Linked DNA regions of Acanthopagrus latus: region 1 is linked to region 2. A link is a contact called in public Hi-C data. All regions are on one chromosome and are shown on one strand. Each heading gives the region's core, a stretch centred on a gene start, on an enhancer-like site or on the middle of the called end of the contact. The rest is flanking DNA. Distances are from core to core; before and after follow the strand shown.

Region 1 (2,900 bases), core at 120-2,619, 190 kb after region 2:
TTAAATGTACTGATTATAAGCAGTTGTTGATTTCCAGAGGAATTTCTTGTTTCATTAAAACCAAAGTAAATATTGATTTCATATTTAATTTGCTACTGGGAAGCTTAGTCTCTGTGCTTGTCTGCACACACACACACACACACACGCCTGTAGGTTGAGTTGATGTTCACTGGCTAAAAAACAGATCATACAAGCAATTACTCATAAGTGATTACCTGGGCTGTCTCAATTCTCCCTATTAACAGAACCAAGTAAGGTCATTTTCAAAAAAACATTCTGATGACTTTACAGTTGTTTATCAGTTCTCCTCTCTGAAACATTGTGTACACTGAATCAGGATGGATCCTTTCACATCCCAGAGACCTTGTTTCAATCAAACGAGCTTTGCAAATCAATATATGTCAAGCTCTGGATTAACAGCATTGACCTTGTCATGATACTGTGTGGCTGAAGTTTTGGCTTTATATTTTGCTCGTGTGTCCCTGTTTACCACTAACCTCAGCACAGGCCTTCAGACAGGTCTTCTTGAACCCCAGCAGAGCCAACACATCATTCCTTGAGGGGTCAGCCTGTAAAGTCTTGTTGATGATGTGTCTCAGGACCACAGCCAGTCCTGCCCTGCAGAGACTCCCAGTCTCATCCAGCACAGCAGGGAGGCGGCAGCCTCGCACCAGCTGGGGCAGATCCTCCAGCTGAACGTCAGTCACATCCACGGACTCTGACAGCTGACTCCTCGGTGACTGGGAGCTGCCAGGTTCGGTGGAGACAAGGAACACTTTGAAAGACTTGCAGTCGCAGTAGGAGAGGAGAAAAAGGGCGATGGAGGTGTGCAGGGGAAGACGCAGTTCTTCATTCTGGGAGCAAACCTCCAGATAGAGGGACGGGTGTCGCTTTATCTCGGTGTGCGTCATAGTGGATAGTTCTGTGGAGTAATCACAGAGTGAAGTCATGAGTAATGAGCTCTAGAAATTACTTCACGTGTCTGTTTTGAGTATGGTAGCAACAAGGTGTTAGCCGAAACGAATTTTCGGGTCCCACACATATACTGACATTAACAGATACTCACAACAGCGTTAGTAATGCGGACACATACACAGGCTATTTCTATCAAACCACGTTGTTATGGTACACGCTTCCTGGCACCGTGCTGCTGCTTCTTCTGTCCTTGTGCTAAAGGTAGCTTAGCTCGACAGCGCCATCATCCGTCTGCTGTCGAAACTTACAGCCCCTCAAGTACTGTAATGGGAATATACACTAAAACGCGACAATAATTTTGAATTATTCAATAAGTAGAATGTGTGTGTCATTGGATGTTAAATACCGGATTCAAAATCGTGTGATATTTTAAAAATGAAGAAAATAATTCCCAGAGAAGGTTCCGCGCGTAGAGACTCCGGACACATTTAACGGGTGCACATGTTGTAAGACGACGGGAAGCAGTCCTCCCCGGCTGCCTACTTCTTCTATAGGAAGTCAACCGCTTTCCTCATAACGAAAATACCGGGATAAGAGGTAGGTTTTTTTTATTTTGTTCTGTCTCCAGAAGCAGTGTGAGGTAACGTAATACAACTTAAACACTTCACAATCATCGTCCGTAAAGTTTGTTTTATTACGGGCCGCTGACTTTAGATGTCTATCTCGGACGGTGCTCTGTGTTTCTGGTCCGGACTAATAACGTTACTCAGCAACCAAATGATGTCGATGTTTGCGTGCGTATGTCTTTATGTTAAACCTTACAGACGGAAGAAGGATATCTGTGACTCTGTGATGTTGAATGATGTTCAATTCCCACTGAAAACAATGTATTTGTATATCATAGAGCACGTTAAAATGAAAGAATACAGCGCAATGTGTATCTTTAAATCAGCGTCACTGGAGTGGACACTTGAGCAACACTCATGGTCGTATTATAGGGTCTCTACTTCTCTTCAGGTGTTTTTATTCGACCTATTTCTTAGCCTTCACCTTCCCTGGCTTCACTTTGTATTAGATGTATGTAATCTAGTCATGAGTTATGGTAATCAGTGCAAATATATATCGTACACCAAATCCGTATACACAAACTGGGTGGGACTAAGCTGCGCTGAAGAAACACAGACCAGACATTTACCAATAAATATTTCAGCCGGCTTAAATATTTAACGTTAAGGGGATTTAATGTGAACAGCTCTATCTATTATAGCCTAAAGTGAGAATGAACTTACATCTAGGTGATTTTTTATTTTTATTTTTTTTTTTTTTTAAGAGCCAGGAGCCTGCGGTACAGTGTTGTATTGACTGTAGCAAAGATCTGTCAAGATTCAGGTCCTTGGAAAAAACACTCTGTTATCTGAATCAATAAGGCTGTTTCACTGTGGTATGTAATTGACTGAAGCTGTCAGTCCAAGTTCACACTGCACGTCTATATGGCACCCACAGCTTTTGTTATGCTTCATCTCCTTCTTTCTTTCTTTTTTTTTTTTTTTTTGTTTGTGTATCCTAACTTGTCTACAGCATGGGTATTTGGTCAAGTTGTAAAAGAAGTCTATAAAGCTGATGTATTTTATGATTCCCAGTTGAAGCCATGGCTGGACCTGTCAGTCTGGAGTTGGATCCCATCTTTCTAAAGGGATTGAGTTACCTGCACTCCAAGAGTAAAGACTCCGCTGAGAAGCTCAAAGCTTTACTGGATGAGTCCCTTTCAAGAGGAAGTGACTCAACGTACCGCTCGCTACAGAAAGTAAGGAGTTCAGCACAGATTTGTCTTGATACGACTGGAATCTTAAACATGAATGTATGCAACTCATTTCTATTGTGAATTATCATTGTGTATCCTCAGGATATAGAGGTGTCCAAGGGGTCTGTGTCAAAACTGAGCTTAAGTAAACAGGACTCCAAGTCCTCTTCCAGTTCCTCATCCT
Region 2 (2,900 bases), core at 72-2,571:
AATCATCTGAGCTTCACAAGTTGCAATGGTATAAACCCTTAAACCCTAAAACCCCAACTGAATAGAAAACAGCTGGGAACACGATGAAGCAGAAACAGTGAGATGCTCATAATAAAGGCTGTTTTCATCATTTGTTAAAACGCTTAAAGCTGCATGTACCACTTGTTTTAAATGTATCTGATGATGTGTAGGTTACGTTTTTGTCATAATGATGACTGAATGTTGAAAGTACAAACTTATGGCCATTATGGGACCACAGTGATATTTTCTAATTCCATTTGTTTCTTAACTATTTTAGAGAACTAGACACAGCAGAAGCATATTAGATTTGGAAGAATGCTCAAAGAATTGGGACTGGCTCACAAGCACACTATTGAATGTCATTTAAAAACACACACCCCTCAAAATCAGCAAGGTATATTTTTGTGTTTCTTTTTTTTTTTTTCGCTGATGTATCTGTAAGTTATCTGTACATTTTATCTTGTGTTTAGAGAATACTTGATGTAGTTATTTAAAACACATTCCCCAACATTCAGGATACAGCTTAGCTATGAATAATAACAATATATGTACACTACCCACAAATGTAATACCCACAATTGAGAGAATTTGCTTGATTTCTCGACCACCAAATTAGTTGTTAAGGAATGGGATGCACAGGAAAAAAACAAAAAACAAAATACACCCACATTTGTAAATACTTATTGTGACATACTCGCTTAATCAAAAATTAAAGTAAAAGCTGGTTGCAGACCAGTTGCTGCAACAACGAAGACAATGAAGCTTAGACAAAATGATGCAATTACTTGCAATACACATTATCAAACAACAGTTTCGTTATTTTATACTGGGTGTAGTGTAAATCACAGAACTATAATTAACTAAATGTCTATTGCTGAGAATGTTTTGCTCATGAATGTGAACTCGACGTTAGTTAGTTAGTTAGTTAGTTAGTTAGTTAGTAAGCTAGTCCGTTAAATAAGTAAGCTATTAGCCGGTTCAGTTAACCACAGTATCTTCGACTACACAGAGACAAGGGAGATCAACTTCCCTTCTGGCTAACTATCACGTAGCTAGCACTGCTATGCTAATAGTTCGATGGTTGGTTAGCTGTTATTAACGGCTTGCCGTTCGTTAGTTGAAGCAGTAAAATAAAGCAGGTTTGTGAAACTTACATGGACTCTGAGCAGCTCCCCCCAACACGTTTCAGGGAGCACTTGTGTCTTGACAGCTGTTAACGTAAGACCGGCTAGCTGACAGATAGGCAGCTAGCAGTCAGCCGCAAAGAGGCTGAGTGAGGACCCCACGGCTAGATCTCCACACCATGCGGAAGTGAAGCAAGCTGGTCATTTCTGCGTTAGTTTTAGCTAGCCATATGTTCTATAGATCAGCTACTGCAAGGAGTCAACGGATATTGCCGGTGTGTAATTACGATTAAGACGAACTAACTCCACAAAAAAATACGAAAAAGAAATCGAAGGGCAATTTTGTTGAGGATTTGAAATAGTTTTGTTTCCTTTAACCTCCGCATTTCGTTATATTATTAAAAAAAAGTGTCTTCTAGGCAACACTGTGTCGCACAAAAATAACGTCGTCGGTCACGTTCGCTCAGCTGTTCACATCGCATCGCTGAGGCAGGAAAGGAATTTATTTCAAACATATCTCTTTATCCATAATTTAAAATTCATTGAGTCGACATGACCGTACAACCTTTCCATTAAGCGTGAGTAGAAACATTTTTTCTAATATAATGCTCATCAAATCTTTGGTTTCCTACCCGGAACAATAAAGCAGTTATTTTCATAACTTAGCTACACACATACATACACGCACACACCGTGGGTTTAACTACAGCATCACTGTGCGCACTAACACTGTGTACGTTATATATGGTATATATATATATATATATATATGTTGTATGTCTCTTCGTTGTAGGTCTTTGTCTCAGTCACATTTAACTGTGTTTAAGCAGTTAACATTTAGTTTTTGTTTTTAGTCCCTAGCTAACACAGAATGGCTGTCACTGCTCAATACCATGCTCGTTATCACAATGTTATTGTCATTCACAGCCATACATTCATACATTATATTGAAGACTCTTTTCCTATTATCAGTTCATCCTGCCGGTGGTAAGATGAGGCCCCTGAAAGACGCCCAGCTGGGGGCCTTCACTTTCTTTGCCTCAGCTCTCCCTCATGATGTCTGTGGGAGCAATGGCCTCCCTCTGACCCCCAACTCTATCAAAATCCTGGGACGCTTCCAGATCCTCAAGACTGTCACTCACCCCAGACTCTGTCAGTATGTGGACATCTCCAGAGGGAAACACGGTATGATTTCTGTGTTGCTCCTTCGAAGGGGTGCTATTTGATGTTTTATTTCCTTTTCACCTAACGTCAAATCAAATCAATTTTATCTATATAACCCAAAATCACAATCACAGTCTCAGTGGGCTTTACAATCTGTTCAGTGAATGACATCCTCCTTAAACCCTCGGTTCGAGTGAGGAAACACTTGCAATATTGAGAGAGAAAAAAAAAAAACTTTAAACAGGGGAGGGAAAAAAGTTGGGGGAAACCTCAGAAATATCCACAAGGGAGGGATCCCTCTCCCAGGACTGACAGACATGCAATAGGTGTCGCATGTACAGACTAGAGCAGCAAAATTAAAGTTGTATCTGATAGAATTTATATTATATATGTAATATGTGTGGATCCAGGAGTACGACTGATCAGGCCGAGGCATCGCCAAGTGTTGCTGACCCACATGACCTTCTCTCCATCATGGCGACCTGGAAGAGGGCAGGCCTCATAAGAAAATTAGCAGTAAAAAGAAAACATCAGAGTGAAGAGGCACCAAAACGTCTTTGGTATCTACCCTCACCATTTGTTTGCATTTTG

Evidence for each region. Hi-C and Micro-C count contacts between places; a contact is called where the count stands out from the background.
Region 1: a Hi-C map of muscle shows a contact between it and region 2, with 4 times the contacts expected there. The contact joins the promoter of ints12 here to the promoter of aimp1a in region 2. A contact is called at or near these places in 3 of 4 Hi-C or Micro-C datasets (liver and muscle).

Annotation. Positions count from the first base shown.
Region 1 is chr1:12,005,720-12,008,619 of fAcaLat1.1, forward strand. ints12 (integrator complex subunit 12) reads left to right here and starts at 1,370. Exons shown (of 8, transcript XR_005074545.1): 1 at 1,370-1,512; 2 at 2,556-2,719; 3 at 2,819-2,900. gstcd (glutathione S-transferase C-terminal domain-containing protein) reads right to left here and starts at 1,220. Exons shown (of 12, transcript XM_037094767.1): 1 at 1,094-1,220; 2 at 498-922. The coding sequence starts at 911.
Region 2 is chr1:11,815,045-11,817,944 of fAcaLat1.1, forward strand. aimp1a (aminoacyl tRNA synthase complex-interacting multifunctional protein 1a) reads right to left here and starts at 1,322. Exons shown (of 7, transcript XM_037084633.1): 1 at 1,176-1,322. The coding sequence starts at 1,177. tbck (TBC domain-containing protein kinase-like protein) reads left to right here and starts at 1,293. Exons shown (of 26, transcript XM_037084267.1): 1 at 1,293-1,420; 2 at 2,118-2,330. The coding sequence starts at 2,138.